Regions from separate parts of the Mus musculus genome. Here regions 1, 3 and 4 are each linked to region 2. The links are chromatin contacts, called in public HiChIP or PLAC-seq, Micro-C and promoter capture Hi-C maps. All regions are on one chromosome and are shown on one strand. Each heading gives the region's core, a stretch centred on a gene start, on an enhancer-like site or on the middle of the called end of the contact. The rest is flanking DNA. Distances are from core to core; before and after follow the strand shown.

What was found. Hi-C and Micro-C count contacts between places; a contact is called where the count stands out from the background. HiChIP or PLAC-seq counts read pairs in DNA pulled down with a chosen protein or histone mark. Capture Hi-C pulls out chosen DNA fragments and counts their contacts.
Region 1: a contact with region 2 is called in a Micro-C map of embryonic stem cells, with 4 times the contacts expected there. The contact joins the enhancer-like site here to the promoter of Sord in region 2. A contact is called at or near these places in 1 of 39 promoter capture datasets (the C10 cell line), 17 of 484 Hi-C or Micro-C datasets (the G1E-ER4 cell line, Sertoli cells, cortical neurons and 7 more), 9 of 115 datasets of contacts at active chromatin or transcription factors (the SCID.adh cell line, effector CD8 T cells, embryonic stem cells and 4 more) and 3 of 9 other capture datasets (adipose tissue, liver and pancreatic islet).
Region 3: a promoter capture Hi-C map of adipose tissue shows a contact between it and region 2. The contact joins the promoter of Trim69 here to the promoter of Sord in region 2. A contact is called at or near these places in 23 of 39 promoter capture datasets (the 3T3-L1 cell line, 3T3-L1-derived adipocytes, the C10 cell line and 15 more), 1 of 15 datasets of contacts at CTCF or cohesin (CD8 T cells), 7 of 484 Hi-C or Micro-C datasets (CD4 T cells, cerebral cortex, embryonic fibroblasts and 4 more), 4 of 115 datasets of contacts at active chromatin or transcription factors (the 230-238 cell line, bone marrow-derived macrophages, embryonic stem cells and 1 more) and 4 of 9 other capture datasets (adipose tissue, liver, macrophages and 1 more).
Region 4: an HNF4G HiChIP or PLAC-seq map of pancreatic cancer cells shows a contact between it and region 2. The contact joins the promoter of Spg11 here to the promoter of Sord in region 2. A contact is called at or near these places in 1 of 39 promoter capture datasets (erythroid cells), 17 of 484 Hi-C or Micro-C datasets (CD4 T cells, LSK cells, cerebral cortex and 9 more), 8 of 115 datasets of contacts at active chromatin or transcription factors (the SCID.adh cell line, embryonic stem cells, epiblast stem cells and 4 more) and 3 of 9 other capture datasets (adipose tissue, liver and pancreatic islet).

What each region holds. Positions count from the first base shown.
Region 1 is chr2:122,347,458-122,350,676 of GRCm38.p6, reverse strand. It overlaps Duox1 (dual oxidase 1), which reads right to left. Exons shown (of 33, transcript NM_001099297.1): 33 at 2,705-3,219. It overlaps Shf (Src homology 2 domain containing F), which reads left to right. Exons shown (of 7, transcript NM_001374011.1): 7 at 1,138-1,785. The coding sequence ends at 1,324. Among named protein-coding and RNA genes, the nearest start is that of Shf, 20 kb to the left of the region's middle. Within about 2 kb of position 1,641, at least 252 of the 459 cell types and tissues checked have an H3K27ac peak or open chromatin away from gene starts, as enhancers often do. A contact at or near this core is called in the G1E-ER4 cell line, the SCID.adh cell line, adipose tissue and 10 more, where this site is marked.
Region 2 is chr2:122,233,336-122,236,795 of GRCm38.p6, reverse strand. Sord (sorbitol dehydrogenase) reads right to left here and starts at 1,957. Exons shown (of 9, transcript NM_146126.4): 1 at 1,838-1,957. The coding sequence starts at 1,903.
Region 3 is chr2:122,159,452-122,163,133 of GRCm38.p6, reverse strand. It overlaps Trim69 (tripartite motif-containing 69), which reads right to left and starts at 2,426. Exons shown (of 7, transcript NM_080510.3): 1 at 2,238-2,426. The coding sequence starts at 2,243. The region is part of intron 2 of Patl2 (protein associated with topoisomerase II homolog 2 (yeast)); the gene reads left to right.
Region 4 is chr2:122,116,772-122,120,078 of GRCm38.p6, reverse strand. It overlaps Spg11 (SPG11, spatacsin vesicle trafficking associated), which reads left to right and starts at 1,693. Exons shown (of 40, transcript NM_145531.2): 1 at 1,693-1,958. The coding sequence starts at 1,711.

The DNA.
Region 1 (3,219 bases), core at 392-2,891, 110 kb before region 2:
GGCTCAGAAGAAAATAAGATAGAGTCACATGTGAGCACCGTACCTAAAGGGAGAGGGAGCAGCCTCACCTCTTTGCTCTCTTTTGTTCTTACTGTAGCCATATACGGGATCTGGGTTGGGTCTGACTGTCTTATCACTGGTGGGCTCTTGATAGGACTACTATCACTAAGGTAAAAGTTTAATCCCTGGGAACACAGGAAGGCGGGACAGCTTTGCTGTAGAAAGGGCTTGTTTCGCCCCACAAATTTCAACCAAACTATAGTATAGGAAAAAGAATGAGCCCCTCCACAAGGTCATACACACTCAGGCCTTAAGACCTGCTCAACATAAAATCTTTGTATTTAAAAGACGTATTAAGTCTGTGTCAGCCGCCTTTGCCGCAGATGTCGGTTGTGCTGGAACTGCTTGCTTCTTCTCTGATGGAAAGAGGTTGCAATCAGACTCCAGGCTGGGGGGCTCCCATGCCCTCTCATCTCACCTCCACACCATAATTCCTTTGTCTGTCCTACCCAACTCTGGGTAGGTAATGCTAACCGAGTCTCCAGATGATGTCACTCCAGGCCTAAGGGCTGGCTGGCTGGACTGAGAGGGTCTGACTTGGTGTAAGACCCACAGACTGGTGCTGCCATATAGCTCAAGAAGGGGAAACTGAGCATAAGGCCGGGCTGTAGTCAGTTGCTAAGGTGCTGGCTAGTCTGTCCAAAGCCCTGGGTTCTGGGCTCAGTACCCCATACACTGGCATACACCTATAATTAAGAGGTGGAGACACAGACTAGCCTGACCTGTATGAATCGGTCTCAAAAGTCCAGGTAGGGTTAAACTGGCCTTAGCCAAAGGCTATGGGCTAGGGTCACAGAATTGGAGGGTGCGGGGCACCCCACTTTCCACCAGCACACACCCTGTATACTCACCACACACACATTCTTGGTACAATGAGCGTCCTCACCACAAAGCCAGTGCCTCATGCTACCTACTCAACCCTCTCCTCTCCTCCCCTCCCCTCCCCTCCCCCACCATCCCGTCTCTGTCCACCTCCCACTTGAAGCTGGCTTTGGAATCACACTTGCTGGGAGAGTCGGGGTAGAAGTAGGGGACTGAGGAGAACCCCTGGTCACCGGGATCTCTTTCTCTTCCTAGGAGCAGTCAGGGCTTCATGCACATGAAGCTGTCCCGGACTAAGGAACACAAGTATGTGTTGGGCCAGAACAGCCCACCCTTCAGCAGCGTCCCTGAAATCGTGCACCACTATGCCAGCCGCAAGCTGCCCATTAAGGGAGCGGAACACATGTCCCTGCTCTACCCTGTGGCCATCCGGACTCTGTAGATGTGAGACCAGGGCACTATGATAGACCTGGACCCAGTCCTTGTCACCTGCACGGGGGCAGCGGTTCTTACCAAGGACATGATGTCAGAAACCTGGCTTCCCCTTGTCCTAGGATCTAGCAGGCGCTGAAGATTCCTTAATTTATTATAAAGGGGAGGGAATCCTGGGCCTTGGAATAAAGGGACTGTGTGGAGCTGGGCACCGAGGAGAGCCTGAGGAGGAAGGGGTCTCCCCGCCCCAGTCAGACACTAGGGAGGGAGTGGCGACCTCCCTCCCGCACCACCCACCCTCCGCATCCTCCCTTCTCCCCGTCCCCAGCGGGCCGCCCGGGCTCCGGGCCAGAGGCTCGGCCAGGCAGAGCTGCGGCTGCCGGCGCCGCCCAGGGGCTGCCGGGAGGGGGCGGGGAGCGAGCCCGACTATAAATTGAGGCTGGAGCCGACGCCGGCCGCCTGCGAAAAGCACTTTCCGAGCATCCACTCGCTTCCTTTGACCAAACACCTCACGCCGGGCAGGGGGCGTCCAGGCCGCGTCGCTCCTGCCATTGCTCCCGAGCGAGCCCGGCTTCCCGCCAGCAGCGAGCGGTTTGTCTGGGAGGCGCCGAGAGACAAAGAGGCAGCGCGCCAGGCTGACGGCGCGGATGGCGCTGCCACGCGGGCGGGAGGCGCGCTTCCCTGAGGCGGCGCGCTCCCGCTCCTGGCTGGCTGGCTGGGCGCGCCGTGTCCCTTTCCCTTAGCTCCCTCTGGTGGCCGGGTCTGGGGCCACGCACCTCAGCCGACCCCCGTGGGTCCGGGGCCTTCCCGCTGCTCCACAGACAGGTTCTGTGGGAGCCAGACGCCCTCGGGACGGTTGTCCTCTTAGGACAACCTGAGGCCCCTTGCTTGCCTCAACCCAAGCCCGCGGTGCATTAGCGCTGATTAGAATCAGTTGGGAATTTCTCCAAAGTGAGGATGTGTGATCTGAGAAACGAGGTATTCCGAATAGATCATTTGGCATTGGGCACCTTTTCAGAAACTCTCTGAAGGTTGCTCTGCCTTTGAATGATAGGAAGAGGACCCACCATTTTGCACCTGAGAAAACAGGCCTAGAGGGGTTAGGAGACATCTATCTCCTCATGCTGCCTGGAAGACCTTGTCTCAGGGCAGAGCTAGAATAGCTGATGCCCTGGAGGAAGCCAGGCCGACTGCAGCTCCCTGAGGACTCCTCTCTGTCCTTGTGATCCGCTGTCAGCAGCCTAACACCAGAGTGAGGAAGGGCTTTTCAGTCTTCGCTGCTTTTATTCAGTAGATACTGGAGAGATGCCTGGACCACCGTGGCAAAGCCCACTGGGTGGATGATTTCCTTAGCTCCACCTTGACCTAAGGCAGCAAAAAAGAAACTCCAAAGGGGGAAACACCGTTTATTTGCAAAACAGACCACTAGAAGAGGGAGATGGGGCTGAGGGGCACTGCTCCAGGCGGTTAGTGGGCACAGAAAGGTCTGACTACATTTTACATTTTGAGAGATCAGTTGTTCAGTTAGGCTGGTCCTGAGGGTTTCTGTAAGTTGCCCCTGGCTACTCTAAGACATCTCCCAACCATTTTGAAGAGAGGAAGAACACAGTGAAGAGGACTTGAAGACGCCAGCATCCATACTATCACTCAGACTCACTTTCAAAAACTTGACAGGTTGTCTACTGTCAAGTTTTTGCTTAATTCTCACTTTGTCTCAACCCAAAAGCTCCCCTACTTCTGAACCTATAGTTCTTAAACAGTGCTCCTTCGACAAACTCAAGACACATTCTGGCCCTAGAGATCTCTGAGCCTACACATGATGCCTGAGCGAGGCTACTTGGACCAACCAAGTTGGCAGGTGGGAAGGGCCAAGGCTGAGGTGGCCAGAAATGAGTACTGGGTTAA
Region 2 (3,460 bases), core at 708-3,207:
GGCCTATCCTAATACATCTGCACACACGCCCAGTCTTCTAGCATTTGTCTGCTCACTTGCCAGTCCTTCCTAATATGTACCTGTGTAAGCTGCTACATAGCAACACATCCCCTCTCTCATTTATCACCCAAATTACACACTCTGTGTTGACACTAAGTGTGAGAAAACTTCAATTACTGTAGTAGGGAAAAGGGAATCCAGTCTCCCAGGCAGCCAGAGGCCAGGCTGGGTCTTAGGTTTCCTTCCTGCTTGTCTCAGCAAAGTGGCTCAACTCCTGTTTTTCTAGAGCTATGCCCTGGACATAGGCCAGTTTCTGGACTTACTGGTGGCTGGGAAAGCATCTCTGGGAAAGCCTAAGCTCTCTTTCCCTTCAAGCCCTGTTGGAATCCTGCTTTAGATATTAGGAATGGGTGTTTCTCCAAAGAATTCCAAAGAATGTGAGCTCAGGAGGCAAGGGTTTTTATCAGCAGACCCTGCCCCTAGTCCACTCAAATGGAAGCTAAGCCTCAGTTGCCCAACCCATCCTCCATGGAAAGACCAAACTGTGGCTGTGTGGCATTGCAGTGGTGGCACACGCCTTTAATCCCAGCACTCGGGAGGCAGAGGCAGATGGATTTCTGAGTTCAAGGCCAGCCTGGTCTACAAAGTGAGTTCCAGGACAGCCAGAACTACACAGAGAAACCCTGTCGGGGGGGGGGGGGGGAGAGAGAGAGAGAGAATGAGAATCACAAATCACTGTGTCTCTTTAATTTTAATGCAGGATGTTGAGTAGATGTTCAAATGTGATTGGAGAGAGCACTAGAAATTGAATTTGAATCTGACTGAGTTCTTGTCTTGGCTGTTAACTAACCAAGGCTACCATCTTGGGAACCACAACGATTCTTGGTTTGGAATCCACAGAAGTCTACAGGTGGAAGAGTTAAGGAACTCAGAAAATGCTTAGTCTGCAACCACAGATAAACCACTGAGGACAGGCTATTAAACAGACAAGAACTCTTCATCTGAATGAGTCTCTCCTGGTACATGTTCTTTGAATGGGAAGGAGACAGACTCTAGGGTGCAGGAGAGATGGCTGGTATCCAATCTCCAAACTGCATGCCCGCTGAGATGGACTTTGTCAAGGGAACTTTGGCATGACCACAAAGATGACTCGGCAAATGTCTGAACTTTGGTTCAGGGGGCAGAACTAAGTTTAAAGCCAGAGGCAGAGGTAAACAGAATGAATGCTCCAAGGTAGTGATCCAGATGTGGACTAAAGGAGATAAGCACCAGGCTATATCCCCAGTTAAAATGCATTATTAACACTTACTGAATGCTAGGCCCTCTCATGATAATAATTCTGCTATGGGATATTATCAGTTCCAAACAAAAAGGATTAAATAGAAACTTCACTGCTTTTAAATGCCACCATGCCACCTTTTTCTGTCCTCCACTGTCTACAAGAGAAGATCTGGGTAGATCCTAATCCTGGAAGTCTCCCTCTGACCCTTCTGAAGAGCAATAACAACAGTGTGAGTTTGCAGCTATTAGAGTCGAAGGCTTGATTAGTTTTCAACGGTCCTGGGCACAGGTCACGTGCCTGGCGCCCGGTCTAGGCTCTGGGAGCACGCGACCAGAACTCTCTCTAGAGATAGATAACAATTACCCCACCCCCACCTCCCGGTAACCAGCTGAGATCTGGGTAAACCCAGGCAGTCAGGGGTGCTTGGCACGGGCTATCTGCCAGCTCTATGAGCAACAGAACTTGGGAGTGGGTACCACTGCTGAGCCTGCCAGAGGGGCAAACCGGAGCTGGGTGGGTGACTGCCTGAGTTCCCACACTCCTTCCCCTTTTTACCAGGCGGATGTCTCCAGGTCCGTGCACCACCAGGGACAGGTTCTCGCCCTTAGCTGGAGCTGCCATGTTGCTCTCTTGCTTCGAGGTGTCCGCTGGACCCGGCGGGGAGCTGGTGGTTCTGCTCGTCCAACCGCCAAGGGTCTGGAGTAAGGGGCTGGGGCGGAGCCTAGAGAAGGCGAAGCGCGGGCCCGGGGCGGGGCCTGCGCACTTGACAGCCAGGAGGCGGGGTCGCGCGAGGTGGGAGGGGGGAGGCGGGGGACGAGACTTCACTCAGACTTAGCAAGCCAGAGTAAAGAGAGAAAGCAGCCTACGGAGGCCGTGGGGGATTTGTGGCTGCAGAAGACCCGGCTAGCACCCCTCGAACAGCAAGTTTAAGTCTGAGGTGGAGCGCGGGTGTTTTGTGTTACTAACGGGAACAGTGCGCTGCTGCAGGCAGGACGCCGCGAGCGCTCTGAAAAAAAAAAAAAAAACAAAAACAAAACAAAAAACCGCTGTCTTTCCAGCAACCGACAAAGGGCCTGACACTCGCAGGAGTGAAAGAAGGAATGTATGTGTCACGTGGTCCTGATGCATCTGCATCAAGATGCTGTAGGGCAGAATTTGCAAGCCTTTCTCTTTAAAGGCTTTCTCGCTTTCCATTGGCAGCCGGATTTCTGCCCAGATCCCGCCTTTAGTGCTCCCCAGTCAGGACAAACAGGTTTTTACTTTAGAGATGGAGCTTGCTGCCCCTTTCCTTAGCTATCCATTCCCTTCCTTTCCCTTCTTCTGTGTAGCCTTGGCTGGCCTGGAATTTGCTCTTTAGACCAGGCTGGCCTTGAACTCAGAGCTCTTTCCAGCATCATACCTACTACTAGTCTTCCGAGAATTATCACCAGAGCTCTCAGCTCTTGATGTCTCCCTGTGAGGATGGAACGGAGTCTTACATTCTTTAGCAGCAACTCCTGGTGCACTAGAAAACCCGCCGAGGCTGTTTTATTTATTCACAAGAAGGCAATGAGATGTTTGGCACGCGAGGAGAGCTTAATGGAGACGGATACCAAATAAGAAAGGGGGAGTGGAAGCCGGGCGTGGTGGCGCACGCCTTTAATCCCAGCACTCTGGAGGCAGAAGCAGGTGGATTTCTGAGTTCGAGGCCAGTCACTATACAAAGTGAGTTCCAGGACAGCCAGGGCTACACAGAGGAAACCCGGTCTCAAAAAACAAAAAAAATTGTCTTTGTTTTTGTCTACAGAGTGAGTTCAGGGCAGCCAGGGCTACACAGAGATACCCTGTCTCGAAAAACCAAAATAAATAAATAAATAAATAAATAAATAAATAAATAAATAAATAAATAAGTGGTCTGCCTGAATGTATGTGTGTGCACGACTGGGTGAATGGTGTCTCTGGAGGATATAAGACCGAACTGGATCTTCTGGACCTGGAGTTACAGATGGTTGTGAGCTGCCCTTTGGCTGCTGGGAATTAAACCCGGGTTTTCTGCAAGAGCAACAAGTGCTCTTAACTACTGAGTCATTCCTCCGGCCCCAGGATGGATTTTTTAATGTATTTTTTAATTGAAATGCTAACAAATTTCTAATTACAGTTCTTCCCCCAGCCTAACCCCTGCCCCCCAAAAAACTACAC
Region 3 (3,682 bases), core at 1,177-3,676, 74 kb after region 2:
GCTACACCATCTTGACAAGACAAGTAACGAAAGCAGGACATCGACATCCTTCTTCTAGCCTCTGTGTTAGCGCGCGCGCACACACACACACTGCCACCTGAGTACTCATATATGTGTGTATAATCACACTCTCTGTGGGTGCCACTTCTCAAAGAGTATAAATTGAGTTTCTTTGAGCCCATCAGAAGGGAGACTCGAGGTCAATATTTATATACAGAATAGTTATAAACAATTCTATATGTTATTCTTTGCATACTTGACTTTTTAAATTAAGATTTCTATTCAATGTCTACTGAATGTGTTAATTTAAAATAACTGCCTTCCCCACTGTCCACACTAAAGGATCAGGTCTGCATATGTCAGGTGACTTCCTTTTCCTTTCCCAGACCACAGACAGACTTCTGGACCATTTCATAGGCTGTCCAGCAACCCCAACTGTCGCCTAATGCAAAAGATGACTATGCAAACCAGACTCTCTCATGAATCTGAAAACAAAGAATAGAAACAACTGCTGAAAAACACCGTGAGATACATTGTAGAACACAAAAAACATGGCCCAGAAGTCATTAAAGAAACATGGTGAATTTGAGGCCAGTCTGAGTCTACATATCGAATTCCAAGACAACAAGAGCTGAGAGAGACCCTGTTGGAAGGAAGGAAGGAAGGAAGGAAGGAAGGAAGGAAGGAAGGAAGGAAGGAAGGAAGGAAGGAAGGAAGGAAAGGAAGAAAAGGAAGAAGGAAGGACAGACAAAGGCAGGATCTGGCATATACATTTTAAACAAAAAGCAAAAGAAATGGAGAGGTGGCAGGTAGAATCAGTTCATTAATAGAGATAAGAATTACAAAGGAAAGGGCTAGAAAGACTGCTCCATTGTTAAGAGCATTTAAGTCCTTAGAGGACTAGAATTCAGATCCCAGAACTCATAAATCTCTGTAATTCCAGCTCCAATGGATCAAAGTCTTCTGTCCTCCTTGGACACTCTCACACACACCCACACTCTAAAAAACATTTATAGCCTAGTGGTGGTGGCGCACACCTTTAATCCAAGCACTCAGGAGGCAGAGGCAGGCAGATCTCTGTGAGTTCAAGGCCAGCCTGGTCTACAGATGGAATTCCGGGACAGCCAGGGCTACACAGCAAAACCCTGACTTAAAACAAAACAAACAATTACAGAAAAAACCAACGAGGAAAGCTGTTGCATTACATTAACTATGCCACTGTCCTCTGTCTCTTCCTGAGCTCTTATGGCCAGCACATTACTTGGCTGTGGTAGGGGCTTAAGGAATGTGTTGGAAGTAGCTTGTCTGAATCTCTGCTCTTTAAGAATACTCTTGGTCTCCACCCTCTTGAAACCTGAAACCCTCTCCTTTGGCCCCGAGTGCACTACTACCCTGGTTCTTTCCCCATGAGTAATTTCCATCCCCCTTTCTATTCTTAGTATCTTCTCTGGCTTTCTTCTAGCTCTGCTCTCTTTTAACAAGTGAGTAATTTCCTGACTTCGTGTTCAGCCTCACAGAAGTAAATCCTAAATCTGTACCTCTGGGTTCTGACCCACTCGGCATCCGGATCCATGTACTGAGATTCCTTGATGGGTTTCCGTGGAAACCCGGCTTCCTTAAAGTAAATCGATGTTTTCTTTTGTCTGTCAACACTAAAGTTTAGAATACTAACTTCCTTTACTTTAGTTTTAAGGTGTTAATTTAAGACGTTTAACTGGGCTGGTGAGATGGCTCAGCAGGAAAAGATGCTTGCTCCCAAGCCCGACGACCCAAACTCAGTCCCTGAGATCCACATGGTGGAAAGAGTGAACCTAATCCTGCAGATTTTCCTCTGACTTCCACACATGTGCTCTGGTATGCACGCCCACATATCTACACAAAATACACAAATGTGATTTCTAAAAATGTTTAACTGCACCTCTGTTGTAAATATAACATACCAAGACCTATAGTATGAAAAAATGTTATAACTAATAATTCTTCATCTAAAGATAGTAGTTATATTGATAAAGAGGTTAACTTTTGTATAATGTTTGTCTTAATTATCAAAAAGTTATGGTGGACCTCCTTACTTTCTTACCCACATCTCTAATTTCTGTTTATCCAAAGGCCTAGAGTTTAGAAGGTAAAGGCTACATGTTAAATATTTCTTTGATTTCCCTTCTTGATCCACAATCAATACCCTGTTTCCTACCCTGTGTGTAGAAAACCCGCTGAGTGGTTAGAGAATAACTTACCTCCATGAAACTTGGTCATTAGGCCACCAGGGGGCAGAGTCAGGCAACTTGGCTTTGCTCAGTGAGCCCAGGATGGCTGCAGACCAAGAGTTCTGGGCCTGTTAGTATGCTAGGAATGGACTCAGAGCCCATGAGAGGAGGAGGGAGAAGAGAGTTCAGGAGCTGAAGAAGACAGACAAGGCCAAAGCTAGAGATCCAGCAGGTTCCGTGACAGTTTGTCAGTTGCTTTGATGATATTCGCGTCTGAGATAGACAAACTCTGATTGGATTGGAATGACCTGCCAACCCCTTTTATTATTTTATTTGGGATGGGATTCTTTTAAACTTCAGGTGGTAATCTAATTTTTAAATGTTTAATCTTGAGTTATGTGTGAGTATGTTTGTGCTCGAGTGTGTGTCATGTATGGAGGTGCCCACAGAGGCCAGAGAGGTGGATCAAATTCCCTGGAGCTGGAGTTACAAGTAGTTGTGAACTACCTGATGTGAGTACTGGGAGCCAAACTCTGGTCCTCTGTAAGCACCATAAATACTCTTAATGGCTGAGCCATCTCTCCAGCCCTGGTAATGTAATTTTAAGGTTTTCAGATCTCACTTGGGAATGAGGCTGCTCGAGGGAAGAGAGAACAAACAGCAGCATCAGCTGTACCCCTGACTGGAGCGGCTTCTCTTTATCCTAGCTGGACCCGTCACCTCCAGACACAGAGCCTTTCAGGGGTAGCTGTTTGGCTCTCCCTGTCTTCTTGGCATCTCCTGAAGCAGACCTGATCAAGTAGCAGGGTCTGGAGCTGGACCCTAAGGCAGCAGGGAAAGATGCTGTTCACACAGCTTTCTCTAAAAGTCTAAGTAAGCACTTTTAGCTTAGACGCTCGTCCCTAGACCATGCTCAAGTCTGGGAGCCCGCGGGTTTGATGTTTTGCTTACAGTAATTCTAACTCAGTATATTGCCTTGAGTGGTTAGTGTCTGCCTGCTATCCAGCCTTAGCATGGACAACAGCATGCCAGAGTTAGAGACTGCCCACAAATGCCTTGCTTCTCTGGCTTTGCACAGGCTGCCCCTCCTGCCAAGAGAGTTGCTGAGAAGTCAGAGCAGGCTGTGTGCAGCAGCAGCACCTGGCAGATGTTTCTATCACTGCTCTGGGTATACTACATTCTTCCTTTCATTAAACCGATTTGTCTTCAGATCTCTTTCCCAAGAAACCGCAAGCTTCTTGTGAGAAAGAACTGTCTTCTTAGCCCCCAGGCCTTCCATGCTATCACTCTGTAGTAAACACTGGCTTAGTGAGAGAGTTCGAGGGGCCCTGTGAATGATCTGCACACCCTCCTTCTGTCTGCTTGTTTTCTTAGATTTCAGGGTTATTGTCGTTGTTTGTGTTTGTTGTTTGGTTGATTGGTTTGGGTGGGTTTTGTTGTTATTTTGTATTTGTTTTGGATTTTGGTTTTCAAGA
Region 4 (3,307 bases), core at 444-2,943, 120 kb after region 2:
AAACAGTTCAGCTAAGGCTGAGAGATTTGGATATAAGCATCTTCCTTGACATAAGAAAATAACATGGGGACTGGAGAGATGGCTCAGTGGTTAAGGGCACTCAATGCTCTTCCAGAGGTCCTGAGTTTAATTCCCAGCAACCACATGGTGGCTCACAACCACCTTTAATGAGATCCCATGCCCTTTTCTGGTGTGTCTGAAGACAGCTACAGTGTACTCATAAATAAAGTAAATTTAAAAGAAAGAAAGAAAGAAAGAAAGAAAGAAAGAAAGAAAGAAAGAAAGAAAGAAAGAAAGAAAGAAAGAAAGAAAGAAAGAGAAGAACATGGCAGCATTTTGTCAAATGAAGTCCTGCATTCATCAAGAAATACTAAAGTACCTTTTATGAGCCAGGCTGGGATTCAGGCAGGAAGATAACAGTGGTGCACAGGTCTCTGCTATTTCCAGGCTTACATAGAGTTTGGTCAGGAATTGACATAAAATGTTAATTAGTCATAAATACTATGATTTGAGAGTGACTGGAATAGAGAGGGGCTTTAGACTTTAGACTGAGCCAGGAAGGCATGTTAGCAGGTTGCCATTAAGTCAAAATGTTCAGTTTGTAGAAGTGGCTGTGTTAGAAAGACACTGTTAAGTAGGCATGGAGGCATAATCCTGTATTCCTAGAACCTGAAAAGCTGGTGAAGGAGGATCAGGTGTCTAAGGCCACTAGAGAACCTTTATCAAATAAATAGCTTGACCAAATGCCTTTTCAATAGCTCTCTACCTCTTCTCTTCTGTATCAGATTGTACTTTCCTGAGAAAAACAGAAGAAATTGAAAGGTGAACTATTTCACCATCTCTACTCTGTATGCATCCATCTGTTACAAAGGATATCGTTTGACTTCAATCTCCATGTTAACCTTCATGTTTGTAACAGAGTCCTTGGTGGAGGACCACAAAGAATAGATTGTTTGACCTCAAAAGGAGATCTATTGGTCTGAGAAGTTTACACTCCCAAATCCTGAGACTGGGTACCCACGGGTACAAGAAAATTCATCTCGAAGGGTCTGAAAATTAGTTTTTGCAGTCAGGAGGAGGAAGGGCTTGTAGAATTTATTTTATTTTATTTTATTTTATTTTTGGTAAACTGCTCTTCAAAACTTCCTGATGGGGGAAATGAGTCAGATTGATTTTTCAAACTCTGGGATCCCAGGCATCTGATGGAGATAGTTGCTTTCCAAAACTCCATACCACTCCGTAGAGGGGCCGATTTCTCGAAGCCGGGGATGGGGGGAGGGGGTCTGTTGTGAAGCCCTGCTTTTTTTTTTTTTTTTTAAAATGGTAGAGGGTTCTTTATTAGTTCTAGACTTTAAAAGAGTACTTGCTACCAAGAAAAGCGCACTACCAGATGCCTGTTAACCGAGCAGCACAAAAAGTGAAGAGGAGCCAGCAACAGGGTTTCAATGGAGTAAGAAGCACCTGCCTTAGAAATCTTTGGTAGCAAGGACAGCACAAGCAGCTGAAAGGCCCTGGCGTATTATTGAATTGAGCTGAGCAGGGAGGGGCAGGCGTGGTTTTTGCAGGATTCCGTTTAGAGCCGCCTCCACCCCAAGCTGAGCAAATGCCGGGCGCAGGACCGCCTCTCTCGTGAGAGTCACAAGGTCCGAATCACTGCGCAGGTCCGTGACGCATTCGGGCGCCTCTACCGGAAGGACCGCCCAGGCCAAGATGGCTGCCCAGCCAGGGCCCGGAAGTGCTGCCTCCCCCGGCTGTGCCGGGGCCATGGAGCGGGTCCTGCCCATGCTGCTGGTGCGGATCCCAGCTGAGGAGACGGCGCAGCTGGGACCGCGGGCGCAGCTGCACCGAGAGCTGGAGGCCCTGGGGAGCCTGACGGCTGCGGGCAGTCTCCAAGTGCTTTCCTTGGCGCCGGGCAGCAGGGGTGGGAGCAGCTGCTGCCTCCCAGGACCCTTTAGGCAGTAAGTGCTGCGGGACGGCTGCAGGCTGTGGGAGGAGGCTGAAATCTGAGCCGCTCCGGAGGGGAGTCCTGGGCTCGCCTCTCGCCGGCCCCTGGGTTGGTGGGAGAGGATGAACCACTGGGGAGCCTCCTCAGGATCGAGCCCCGTGCCTCTCGGAACCTTTCCCATCCCGAAGTGAAATCCTCACCTTGTTGCAACTCACGGCTCACTTCCTGGGTGGACAGAGAAGATGTCTCACTCCTTGATAGCCCCTGCAAACCCTGGATGGGTCTCAGCACAGGTCCTGTTTCTTTAATTCAATACAGATTGTCACTGAAAGGAGTTCTAAGCCTATCTTTCTCTACCTCCTCCTCCCCCTCTTCACTATGTATCCCTAGGTATTCTAGAACTCGAAATATAGCCTGGAGCCTACAGAGATCGGCCTGTCTCTGCCTGCACTACCAGACAGTCTACTTTGTTTTAAAATGCCAGATAAGGCTTATTTCTAAAGCATTTTTTTTTGTCTCTAAAATAATGTTTTCTTGCAAACACAGCCACCACCACGCCCACTCCAGCCCCTGCTCCTCTTTAAACTTGTCCATTCATTTACACAAGTGCTCTGAGGTCACTGAACGGTATTCCAGCCCTACGTTTTCCATGTTTAAATCACAGTCTCAAGATATAGCCAGATTGGCTTGCAATTCACAATCCTCCTGTTTTACCCCTTCTAATGCTGAGATTACAGGCTTGTATACTCCATACCTGGCATGTCCGCTGTTTCTTAGACATGAGGCTCCCATGGATTGAGAAGGTAGAGAATTACAATATTATATTGCTTTCCACTTTTCATAAAACAGTTTACATCATAAAGTTTAGAAGTCCCCTGAGTATATGCTGACCTTTTTAATAAAGGGAAGTAAGTATTTTAGGATCAATCTATATGAGACTGTATAGCCAACAGGTATCTCACTTTGAGTCTCCAGGCTCTTCAACAGCTCTATAGACACAAGATGAGTTTGCTGAGTCAGCAAGTATTTTAACCCATCTTTTTACCCCCTTGTGATACGGTCTCATGGAGCTCAGGCTGGCCTGGACCCAAGGATGCCTGTGAGTTCCCAACCCTCTTACCTCCTCCTCTCCAATGCTGGAATTATAAGCACGTACTTCCATCCCAGCTTTCTACTGTTCTCATGTCTGGTGTGTGTTGGAGTGCCTGTGTGTTCTTGGTATATAAAGGCAGAAATGGGAACTGTCAGTGTTTCTAATAAGAACCTCATAGCCACCCCATTTAATATAAACTTATTATTGTAGAAAAGCAAAGTTTTTAAAAGAAGTTGAAACTATCAGAGTGGTAGCCTCATCTCTTTTAG